3 separate regions of the Mus musculus genome follow, and regions 1 and 3 are each linked to region 2. The links are chromatin contacts, called in public Hi-C and promoter capture Hi-C maps. All regions are on one chromosome and are shown on one strand. Each heading gives the region's core, a stretch centred on a gene start, on an enhancer-like site or on the middle of the called end of the contact. The rest is flanking DNA. Distances are from core to core; before and after follow the strand shown.

Region 1 (3,789 bases), core at 99-2,598, 380 kb before region 2:
AGAACGAGGCTTTGTGCTTCTGTATACGTCCTTTTCTCTAGGCCATAAGGAGCCACCACGTACTCCCGTGAAGTTCGGAAGCTGTGTTTTCTGTTTTCCCTCCACCCCCAGCTCTGTAGGAGAAAAGGTTCTTTAGGCACCAGGGGTGGGTAAGCAACTTAGGTTGTGTTGGGTGCTTCAAGAAACAGAGTAAGAGTTAAGCCAGATGTCAGACCTAATTTTATCCTTTAGTCACGAATCCAGTAAGTAGTTGTGGGCAGTGGAGGGAGGGAAGAACAGGGAATGGAGGAAAAGATACCTTTGTAAAGAGACTTGCTCTTTGGCAGTAGGAATTACAGATGGGTTAAAGCAGGGTGGGTATAACCTGCACCATCCTTGAGGACATTTCTTTGTGCATTGAAGTAATTTTAATTAATTAATTAATTAATTTTTTACAGACGAGAAAGTGTAAGTCGTTTGGGTAAAAGTGGGCAAGAGGCTGAGGTGCTGTGTCTCTGCTTGCATGGTCTGACCATCAGCAGTGGTGTGTGACCACAAGGTCAAATGCTAGAGTAAGCACAAATGTTAATCAGCCCAACCCAATGCCATGGAACAACCTGGTCCTTGTATTTGAGTAAGTCCTATTGTCAACACAAGGGGCTCTAAGGTCAGTGTTCCCATGGTGACAACAGGTGAAACCTTAACTGGCCAGGTCAAGCAAACAAGAGTTGGGCTCAGAGAACCCAAACCCGCTGTAGCTAGATTTTGATCACAGTGCTGCTAGATTCCCTGGGTAAAAACTTAGTCCATTTCTATTGTAAAAATGCAGCAGAATGAGTAATATATATAATATATATATTATATACATACACACATATGTATATATATATATATATGTAATTTTTTTTTTATTTTCTCCTTTTTTTTTCTTATGGTTCCAGAGGTTAGGAAGGTCAAGGCTAAGTTGCCAGTACTCTCTGGGAGCTGCTTTTGTCTTCCAAGATGGCACTTTGAGTGTTGTATCCTTGTAAAGAACATTGTATTCATATATGGCAAAAGCTTGGAAGGGCAAAAAGCGATTCGATTCAGTCCGTCAAGCTCCTTTTTCAGACTGCCATTCCTGTCCCCAGTCATTGGGGAGGATCTGTCATGATTACCTCTTAGAAAGTGCCACCTCTTAGGACCCTCCCCACAGCGGCTCCTGAAGTTTAAAGGGGCACATCCTAGCCACAGCAACTAGAACCTTAGTGTATTTGTGCCAGAACGGTAATAGGATGGATTAGCATTTTTGTGGGTTGTGTCGTGCCAGGTGGACTGGGTGCTCTCTAAACCCAGGAATTGCATGCTCAACTCTAGTGTGTGGGTCCAGAGTTCATGGCTTTAATAAAAAAGGTCAAAAGCAATGATAAGCATGTGTGATGGGACAAGGGGCTGGGGAGTCAGGAAAGAGGAAATGGGTGAGAAGCATAGAGACTCCATCAGGCAGAGAAAAGAGTGAGAATCTCTGGTACAGGAGAAGGCTGGATTGGTTGTCTTCCATGCCTGCTGCAACAGGGGCAAAGCAGACCCTTGCTGTGCAAATGAATGGAAGAGTTGGTTATGGGGTCTTGCTTTTAGGTGAGTATCTTTCCATTCCAGCAAGGAGGAGCCTGTGTAAGTGGAAAAATTCAGGGTGGGAATCCTTGGAGCTGACTTCTGCCATATGCCCTTGCATTATAGCCCACTGATCTATAGCCACAGGACAGGATGTATACGGATGATGGAACAACTTTATCTTCCTTCACTGGCCTCAGCTAAGCCATTTATTGACCTTTCAACTGTTCCCTAAAAAATAACTGTAGTGGGACTGAGGGGTAGAAAGCAAGGCATGGCACACCTCTTGACCTTGATCATTAAACATTGTGTGGAGTTCCTTACCTGGTAACAAAGTCATTCACAGCTTGTCTACTATCTTTCATGGGATTTGTAGAAAGGTCAACCCTGGATAACATGAAGTCCCAGAGGAGGAGGTGATTTCCCAGCATACTCTCTGGTCTGAATGCTGACTGCGCACTCTCAGAGGCTTTACGCACTCTGTTTAAACAAATATTATTTACGTTCAGCAAGAGAACCATTCCCCATTGTCTGCCTTTTCTAACTCACATAAAACTGCACATTTAACTTTTGTTTACACATATATAAACCATATCATTAGGAGTAGCCTGGGAAATGCTTGGTTGGAGATGAATTTTGCCCTTTGAAAACACAGGAGTGAGTGACAGCTGTATATTGTCTTATCAGAGGCGTGACATTGTGCGGTTGATTGGGACCAGGTGTCTCACAGAAGCCATCTGAGTAATACTATAAACTTCTGGTTGACAAGCAGGGTAACAACCCAGCTCTTTTTAGCAAAAAATTGGTTTCCAATATCTGCCTTCAGTGTAGTGTTATTGACAAAGAAACTGAAAACCTTGGGGTGCTATGAGGAAGAAGCGAAGAACAACAGTTTGTGACAAATTTTATGACATGTTGACTAAGACTTGACCTATTAGATCATCCCCAAGTGAACAGGAGGGTGGGTAAGGGAGCAAAGGAATATTTTGGGTCAAGTTTGGTCAAATTCTTATTATATTTGATTTCTTACTGTTTATTTCAAGGCCGTATCAACAATGGTCATCTCCTAATTTGCAGTGTGTGACTTGGACAGATCGCCTTCTCTGCTTTAACCCAATGTATACTGAGTCTGAATCATCAAGTGTTTAGCTCAGCTAGCTCACTGAATGAGGTACGAGAGAGATGAAAGTGTTTGTTTTGCTTTCTAAGTTAGCTGTTTACAGGCTAGCTTATTAAATTCTTTTCTTTTATTTTTTTATTGTTCTTAACAGTGCTATCCTTCTCTCTACACAATCATTTTATTTTCTCTTGTGGAAGACTTTGACTATTTTAGGGAACCCCATAGATTACTGAGACACAACGTGTCTGGAATTAGCTGAGAATAATTAAGTTGGATTATTCCCTTCCATCTTATTTGCAGCATGAAGAGATGAGCTATAGTGAAAAATGTAAGATGTCCCTTATTTTAACTCATTCTGTCCTTGTATATTTGCTTTTGAGTACATTCCCATGTTTTATGGTAACTTCGGAGGAAACAGTAGTGATGCGTGCAGTTGGGTGTGTTGACTTCAGAGTAGGCTTTACACTGAGGTTCTAAGATAACATTTGCTCTGGGAAATAGTTCTCAGTGCTTGTTGGGACTTTTCATGGGTCTGACTTGGCTAAATGCTTTGATCTGTTTTTTTTGTTTTTTTGTTTTTTTGTTTTTTTTTTTTTTTTTCCTTCTCTCTAAGACACAGAGCTTGGAACTTGATCACTAATGTCTTTCTTGTTTATTCTACTGGGCAGTACTAAGCTTTGAAAGAAAGACTGGCTTCCTTCTCAGACCAAAATGGAAACACAGGTGACAGTGGGAAATAACACGAAGACACTCGAACTGTCTTTCATCTCCCTGCCATTCTTGGGTTAGTTTGGATGGTGATGATAAAAACAATTATTCTCAGTGAGTCTTTCAGTATGTGCAGCACCTGATAATTCTTTTTTTTTTAAATTAATCTATTTTATTTTATTTTTTCTCAAATTTTTTATTAGATATTTTCTTCATTTACATTTCAAATGCTATCCCAAAAGTCCCCTATACACTCCCCCTGCCCTGCTCCCCTACCCACTCACTCCCACTTTTGGCCCTGGCATTCCCCTGTACTGAGGCATATAAAGTTTGCTAGACCAAGGGGCCTCTCTTCCCAATGATTGCTGACTAGGCCATCTTCTGCTACA
Region 2 (4,274 bases), core at 825-3,324:
TTAAAATGATCTGATTCACACGGCTATTGTGAGGAGCCACTAGAATGCTTTACAAGCAACTAATCTAGTGTTTGACACTTCCAGACACACTCCGTATGACAGCCATTATAGTTCTTTTCTTTCTAGCATAGCCTTCAAACTTGTAATCACTTAAACATATGCATAAAACAAACCTGGGTGTGAGATTTCATTCTAATTCCATCATATAAGCATTGTAATTCAGACATATATTAAATCCTTTTGAAATTGACACTTTTTTCAAGGTGAGTCTACTTAATTGCTCAGTTACCTATATGAATATTCAAGATATGAAAAGGGAGTGTAATGCATTTACCAAATGAATAGAAATCAATTGGCTGCTGAATGAGAGTGTTGTTTAATCATATTTCCACATGAGAGAAACATGGCTAGTAATGTGAACTAGTAATTTGCTTTATGATGCCATTTAATGGAGAATAACATACACTTTAAAAACAATCACAAAGAAGGAAAGATGAGACGAATTAATGATCTATGCAAGTCACAGATCCCATATGGAAAAAATGAGACAGCTCTCTCGAACTGCTTGCTCCACAGCCGTAAAGGGCACCTCACACACCGTTCATTTCAGTCCTGTGTGAAACCAACATCTACTCTACTCTTCCTAACCCTTTACTTGCTGTTTAAATGTTCATGCAAGCTGAAACTATTTCTAATTGCAAAGTAGTGGTCCCCATTTAAAGTGACAGTGATGCAGCTGATTACAATATGACATTGTAAGAAATAGCTCCTTGGTGTCTGGTCACTATACCCCACTGATCCTCCCGGAGTTTTCCAATTTGTAACAAATGGTTCCCTTCTCTTCATCAAAATTCCAATGTCCATCCAATTTGTCAGAATCAAAGCAGAACAAACTAACCTTTCCCCATCAACAAAACAATGTGTCTTATACAACGGTTACACTTTTACCTTCGTCTTCTCTTTCTCTTCCTTCTGAAGTAGTTCTGGTGTGTCATAATTGTGACAGGAAGAGCTAGAGTCACGTTTCTTTGCAATCAGAGTGTGCACATTTTGGAATCAAACTTTCAGATGAGGTTTACTAAACTGCTTGCCCAGAACACTCTGGTTTAAAAGAAATGTGCATTGCTATTAATATTTTGAGTGTAGATTTTTTGGACAGTATATGTTCATTTTCTGCCCATAAAACCAAGTATGAGTCACAATGGAACATTTACTTCGAGTCAAAAATGCAATGTGTGCTGATGTTCAAGAGAAGAGCCTTATCGCTGGGGCTGGAAATCAGCAGGACAAGGAGTCCAGGGATCTCTATTTGCCTTCAGAAGTAGATCTGAGATCAAAGACTTTAATCTTCAATTCATAAACATTAGCATTAACTTGAATCCATAAATGTGTATAGTAATTATGGGTTATACTCTGGTTTGATTGTAAACAGGGCTCTCGTTCCTTCCTTTTTCACCTGGTTCAAGAGTCTTTATGTATGGAGGAAAATAATTCACACAGGCACTGGGGAAACAAGAACCAAGCAAGCTCCTCACCGCCTAGCCTTCAGAAACCCCAAAATCACCATAGTGAGTTTGATCTCAGGACATCTGTCCTCAGGATCCCATGCTAACACAGTTATTTATATAGTTTTCAGCACATAATATCTGCAGAAGAATACCCTGAATTTCAAGTCTCAATATCAGTATCATTCACTAACTCTAAAAAGTCTTTTATATTTGATTTTGCTGGGAAAGTTGGGGTTAAAGTTCTCAAAGAGTTGAGGTGTACTTTGTAAGCCATGAAAATTCTTTTACCTGGAGTTGGAAGATCATACACAGACAGACAGAAGTACACACACACACACACACACACACACACACACACACCCTCCAGCAGCACCCAGACCAAGTGGCAATAGTAACGTATTGAAATGAAAAGGCATTTACCAGGAGTAGGAAAGCCAGAACGAGCAGCGGTGTGCCAGGAGCTGCCCGACGGCAGCATTCCATACTTGGATCTTTGCCGGAATCCGAATCGGACACTGAATAAGCTGCTAAGTGCTCCTCTGCCCGCTGCTGTCACATCCAGTGCTGGGGCTCACACTCCAGCCCTGCCTATCAGCTTCCATCAGCCCCGCTCACATTTCCTGAGCGAGGGTGGGTGGGTGGATGGGTGGGGGGTAAGCTGAATGGAATCTCTCTAGAGCAGGCAGCCAGCCAATCAGACTCCTGCTAATCAGACATGCTGAATAACAAAGCGGTTGGGGGGGGGGTGCGCAGAGAAAGTGAACAGTGTGAGCAGAAAAGAGAGAAAGGGACTGAAAGGCAGGGGAGCAAGGAGCTGAGCCCGAGAAGAGGAGAGATAGATGTGCACTGGCAGAAGCGCAAAGCTCAAAGAGGAAGCAGGGCTGCGCTCTGAACAAACCTGGTTAGTGCTCTGTGAGACGCGATTCTGTTTGCCATTTGCCTAGGCTGGTGTCTGTTGCTCTGGAAAGTACAGTAGCTCCCTGTGACGGTGTATTGTTCCATTCAGGAGAGAAACTTAATCCCCGTCAATATAGAACATATGCTATAAAGGGACCAAGCCCTAGTCGGGACTGAATGTGCCCTTTAAGTGTATTCGGTGCTAGCGTTCTCTTCCTCTTCTATAAAGTGCCTTTTTATTTTCCCCTTTGAGTTTGGAAAAGAATACTATAGATGGTTTGGAAAGGTCCTAACTAAACCTAACAACGGCTTTAGTTATTTTCTGTATTGGGGTCTTGGTTTAAAAATAAAGGGCTGGCAAAACCTTTCTTTGTGGATTGACAATTTGAAACATCCAATACTTACAAGTTTAAAGGTACAATAAGACTCATTTAGAGCCCCTAGTTTAAAAGAAGCCCTTGACAAAGACTCCAGGATGAGGATGTTGAAATTTGTTGTGAAACAAGTGCTGGGTTTTGACACCTTGACAGCTTTTAATTATCTGATTTAACCCATGACAGGAAAGAAAGGCTGATTTAACCCTCACTTAACCCCAAACATTCTTCATCGGACACCTGACTCAGGCTTTCTCAGAGCTGCTATGACAAAACAACAAAATTTTGAGTGGGGTACCACCTCTTTCCTCTTCGCAGTGGAAATAGGGCCAGGCAGGTTGACCTCTGAGGTGCAATCCAGCTGTAGGAAGTACTAATGGGCTCCAGAGTGTCCGCATGGCTACGGGAAAAGGCCCGAAGATTGGGAGCCTGTTTCACTCAAATCAAGCAAAGCCTGAACGGGCCAGGAGGGTTTTTATTAATATATTAAACAAGTGTTAAGTATCCAATAAGGTTGTCTTTCCTCCTTATCAGTCCAGGAACACCATTTCGGATAAAGAATAAAGCAGTGAGCAAAGCCCCATTTCCACAGGAGAAGAGTTTCCTTGCAGATCTGTCAGCCCAGAAATACCCAGAGAAGGCAGAGGGCACTTAGAATGCATGTTCTTCCCTCTCATTATTAAAAAAACTACCTCACTGTAATAGGCGTGCGAATCCAGGCAGGTCTGCCATATACACACCTGCCTGAGGCTTTGCAAAGAGGTGGAGAAAAGCAGGTTGTTCAGCTTTGGTTATTCCTTCCATGTGGTGTATCGATCTGAGAGGAGGGTTTTTTTTTTCTTTTTTTCTTAGATATTTTCTTTATTTACATTTCAAATGCTATCCCAAAAGTAGTTCCCTATACCCTCCCCCACCCTGCTCTCCTACCCATCCACTCCCACTTCTTGGCCCTGGCTTTCCCCTTTACTGGGGCATATAAAGTTTGCTAGACCAAGGGGCCTCTCTTCCCAATGATGGCCAACTAGGCTATCTTCTGCTACATACGCAGCTAGCAACATGAGCTTTTAACAATCCCACTTTCAGCCTGTCGTGAAAGTCTAGGGCATATGAGGATTCACCTTGGCCCTCAGTACTTTATGCTTAACTTGGAAAGTGGAGAGTATACATCTCTAAGCCCAAAAGGTTATAATTTTGAAATATTCTTTTCCCTTATAGAATGAGTAGTTTTACAAATCTCTGAAAAAGTATTGACTGCATGAGAGCTAAACAATGCAGCTATGTTGGATAGGTGTCTGAAATCCGCACCGCAGGGAAGAAAGGTTGATGAGCTGAAATCAACCTGAGCTGAAATAAACTGGATCCTAGGTTGTGTGCTCTCTCTCTGTGTCTCTCTCTGTCTCTCTGTCTCTGTCTCTCTCTGTCTCTGTCTCTCTGTCTCTGTCTCTCTGTCTCTGTCTCTCTCTCTCTCTCTCTCACACACACACACACACACACA
Region 3 (3,962 bases), core at 888-3,387, 280 kb before region 2:
AGGAGGCGATGCCGGGGCTGCTTCTCAGTGATGGCGACTCCCACCACTGGAGACCTGTCACCCCACTCCCGCTTCCGCTTTAACCATGAAGTTCTCATTTTGTTTTAGATTTAAAAATGTGTGTGGTGTGTGTGTGTGTGTGTGTGTGTGTGTATGTGTGTGTGTGCGCACATGAACTCTCATTTGTTCACTGCATGTGCAGAAGCCAGAAGATGACATATAGTAGTATTACAATATGTCACTCTCCACATAACTCTCTTAAAGGAGAGTCTCTCTCACTGACCCAAGAAGCTAGGCTAGTACCAGTGAGCCCCAGATGTATCTCTGGGAGATTGTGTCTCACTATTTCCAGCCTCTCTTCAATGCTAGAAATTTCCATTCATGAACCCTGATAGCTCAGAACTTTAGATAAGGGCTAAGCCTTCATACTTTACCAAGTGTGTCATTTTATTTCCTTAGGGAGAAGAGCAAAGCACAAGGGAGACCTAGAATATGACCCTGAGCCCAGCCATTGCAGGCAATGGAGTGTTTTACCTAGATCCTTCTTTCTCCTGATAATGAACCCAGAAGGTAGGGAACAAGGGTTAAGGTAAACTAGACACAAGTACTTCATGTGTCTCACTTAATCAAGACTCTGCCTACATGATACACTCTGTTATCTTCATTTCAAATACAGTCAGACTAAGGGATAGAAAGATGAAGCAATGAGCTTCATGCTGTATAGTTGCTAAGGGAGTGAGAGTTTAGAGCCAGGTTTGCTTGTCATTGTGTCTGAACTCTTAGCTCTATAAGATCCTGTTCTAATGGTCTACTTGGCTTAATATGATCTGGTTCAGTGGGTTCCTTCCTTTGGTGCTTAAACCAGAAGGGTCCTTCTTTTAAATCACTTTTTAATGACTGTTCTGTGTTCAATATCCTCCAAAGGCCACAAATGTCAGAGGATGGAGGGGTGGCAATTATTAGACATATATAGTCTTCTCTCCATTGCCCATCCATGATAGCCCATCACCCAATCGACACTTGGCCAGGATGTTGTTGCTTGGCACATACACCAGGGCTCTTTTCTGTGTAGGCATTTCTTAATATGATTTATTATATTAAGTAATAATGCCTCCCAAATCAACAGTTTTCTGTTGTTCTTCTGTGTTGCCTGCTGATTAGGGACTCCAGATTCTATTTGACATCTGTTTGACCATTAATGACAGTACCAGATCCAAGCATCCAAGGGGCAAGGGGTCGGACAGCTTTAAAACATGGCTGTTTTAGTTTGGTCAACTAAAAACCACCAGCCAGCATGTCTGTGTACACACACCTTTAAATATGTACACATTTTTCTCTTCCCCTCCATTCTTGTATTCTGCTGAAATACAAACTGTTTCTGGAATGCCCAAATAACCATTCTCCTTTTTATCCTGAAACATCTGGGGTGAGACACAGCCAGAGGTAAGTTTACTAATAGATTATGATGGTAGTTTAGGTTCTTGTACAGCCCCACTTCCCACAGCAGGCACTATCAGATGGACTCTCAACAGCCTGGTAATGTACAAAGCAAGAGTTCCGTGCTTAGAAGTCAGGCATCTTTATTTCCTCAGGCTTCCTTTTCTGTCTGGAAGAGAGTGTTCCTGTGACACACATTTAAACCACCAGCAGTTCCAAACTGAGTTGCATGTTATACACTAAAAAGCCAAGGCAAGAAAGAGAAGGGTCTTGGATATGATTGGGATGTACCAGTCTTTCTGCCAGTTGCTGAGTTTGCTTGTACAGCAATGATTTTTAGACTTCTCTGTGGAAGACACTCAGGTCTTTGAAGCTGGGTAGTTAAAGGCAACTCAAAGAGAATCCTGGAGCTGAAAGCAGTCCGGGTGACTTTTTAACTCTGGATGTAAATGGATTCATGCCAGTGTCAAAACAAGAATTACTCGGAGAAGCAGGTTAGCTGGAGGTTAAGTTTGGGATCCCTAACTCCAGGCACCATCTGGAGCTGAGAGCGCTGAGCCACCACTTTCCCCAAGTACACAGCAATGGGGAAATCAAGTTCTCTTGCTGGGAAGTTGTTCAAGTTTTAGAGTCAGGAAACTAACAGTAAAGAGGCAGGATTTCCTTGGCCTTCTTTTCCTAATAAATCACATCCTTTATTGTCCAGAAACTTGGAAGAGAAGAACCAGGGAGGCCTTGCCCTTCCTGAGCAGAGACTGGAAAGAGCTGGGAGTAGGACGTGGGAGCATGACTGTTGGGAGAAGGGGCTAGGTGCAGAAAGACGCGAAGAACTCTGGGTTTTGGGGTTGTCTGAGGGAGTTCCCATTTATAATCACAGGTTTCTGATGTTCAACTGTTAGGTAAGGGCTGGCTGCATAGCCTAGGTCCCCATAATAAAATCAGCCCATAGCCTAGATATTATGCATCCTACCATATAGACTGATGGCATTACAATATGCCATTCCACACTGTCAGGAGAGCTTTTTGGTCTCTTTTCTATTGTGTGGGATGATTTCTGTCCTATGCGTTCTCTCACCCTGAGAAGAGAAGCATACCTACCTCTGACCACTCTGAGAGAAGCCACTCACTGGGGCAGTCATCTTTCTTGCACCCTTGGTGGGAGGTTGGTTTGGAGGCAGAACAGAAGGTCTCTGGAAGCTCCAGGAAGCTGCCGTCAGCCATACGCTGCTTGCAGAGAACATCACGTTTCTGAATCCCTCCTCCACAGGTCCTGGAACACTGGGCAAGCAAAGCAAAAAGGGTCAGCACCGGCAAGGATCCTGATCACGACCTGATTCTTGGTGGAGTAAAGAGCAGGGAGGTGGTTTTTTCGTTTTTGTTTTTGACAAACCAGGAGTCAGGTCAAAGGGCTTTGCTTCTTGTCTTTGCAGTGAATTATGTAGCAAAGATTTTGTAGCTCCCCACTTGTAATCTCAGGTATTTAACTTGAGCATCCAGGAATTCAGGAGCCCTGGAATCTTAGAAATTTGCCCCTGAACTGTGATTTGTAGCCACTAAAGAGAACTGGTTTAAAAGGTTAGTATAATAAAGTGTTCAACATATTTATGATCCAATGAAAATAATCTGTGCAGCTTCCAGCATGAGGAAGAGGGACCTCCTGCCATCAGAATCAACCATCAGAAAAAAATTAATTTGCAGAGAGAAAGGACTCTCCTCTCCCCCCACGTGGAAGCAAGCACTCACTCAACCACACTGGGCAATGGGAGATTTAGGAACCAGGTTTCTGAAGAACTCATCTGGACTGGTGATTTCTAAGGGCACTGGGAGCCAGAGGCGCTGAAATCTGGTATGCAAGAAAAATAGCCTCATGTCAGTGGTTTTCAGAGGGACCGCAGTAAAACACTTTGTTTACATGGAACTTAATCGTTATAATCTGGCTGCTTAAGGCAGGAACGAGGCCTCCTGGGGCACAGACTGTTGGCTTTCTCCAAGTATTTGTCCCTTCCCTTTTAAGGGCCCTCAGCTTTTAGCATGGTACACGGTTTTCTGTATAGGCTATATTTGGCAAGCTCCCTTGAAGGCAAGCACAGCCACTGGACTAAACGATGGCCAATGGGATATAAACAGATGGATGTATGCGATTTCAAAGACCTCAGCTAAAGAGAGACCCACACCGCTCCTTGCTGCCAAGAATTGGCATGGGGTGCATGCGATATGCAAATGGGGTGTGAGTGATATGGAAAAAGATAGAGTAGGTTTCATTGTTGACTGAGAAGCCCTGCCTACCTCTTCTTATGCAAAATACTCTTTAGTCTTTGAAGCCACTATAATTTTGAGATTTCTGTTACTACACTCTGATAGAACCCTAGTTCTTATATGCTAAACCATGGCTTTGCTAGGTTGGTGCAGCTCAACCAAGACATTTCAGGGTGTCCTTTGGTTTCTTAGGAACAGTCTCTAGTTATTCACTTGCTGCCCTGGTTGTTTGAGACATTTAATCTAGGTCCAAAAGCTGAGAGTTTGCA

What was found. Promoter capture Hi-C pulls out the DNA fragments that hold promoters and counts their contacts. Hi-C and Micro-C count contacts between places; a contact is called where the count stands out from the background.
Region 1: a contact with region 2 is called in a promoter capture Hi-C map of liver. The contact joins the enhancer-like site here to the promoter of Adamtsl1 in region 2. A contact is called at or near these places in 2 of 39 promoter capture datasets (cranial neural crest and liver), 2 of 484 Hi-C or Micro-C datasets (both in liver) and 3 of 115 datasets of contacts at active chromatin or transcription factors (astrocytes, embryonic stem cells and fibro-adipogenic progenitors).
Region 3: a Hi-C map of uterus shows a contact between it and region 2, with 2.5 times the contacts expected there. The contact joins the enhancer-like site here to the promoter of Adamtsl1 in region 2. A contact is called at or near these places in 1 of 39 promoter capture datasets (liver), 4 of 484 Hi-C or Micro-C datasets (nephron progenitors and uterus), 7 of 115 datasets of contacts at active chromatin or transcription factors (embryonic limb bud, embryonic stem cells and neural tube) and 1 of 9 other capture datasets (embryonic stem cells).

What each region holds. Positions count from the first base shown.
Region 1 is chr4:86,433,345-86,437,133 of GRCm38.p6, reverse strand. The region is part of intron 2 of Gm33730 (a long non-coding RNA gene); the gene reads left to right. Among named protein-coding and RNA genes, the nearest start is that of Gm33730, 5.7 kb to the left of the region's middle. Within about 2 kb of position 1,348, at least 8 of the 459 cell types and tissues checked have an H3K27ac peak or open chromatin away from gene starts, as enhancers often do. A contact at or near this core is called in liver, where this site is marked.
Region 2 is chr4:86,051,775-86,056,048 of GRCm38.p6, reverse strand. Adamtsl1 (ADAMTS-like 1) reads right to left here and starts at 2,074. Exons shown (of 29, transcript NM_001368621.1): 1 at 1,929-2,074. The coding sequence starts at 1,991.
Region 3 is chr4:86,335,591-86,339,552 of GRCm38.p6, reverse strand. Adamtsl1 (ADAMTS-like 1) reads right to left here. Exons shown (of 29, transcript NM_001368621.1): 17 at 2,536-2,715. Among named protein-coding and RNA genes, the nearest start is that of Gm33730, 100 kb to the left of the region's middle. Within about 2 kb of position 2,137, at least 11 of the 459 cell types and tissues checked have an H3K27ac peak or open chromatin away from gene starts, as enhancers often do. A contact at or near this core is called in uterus, where this site is marked.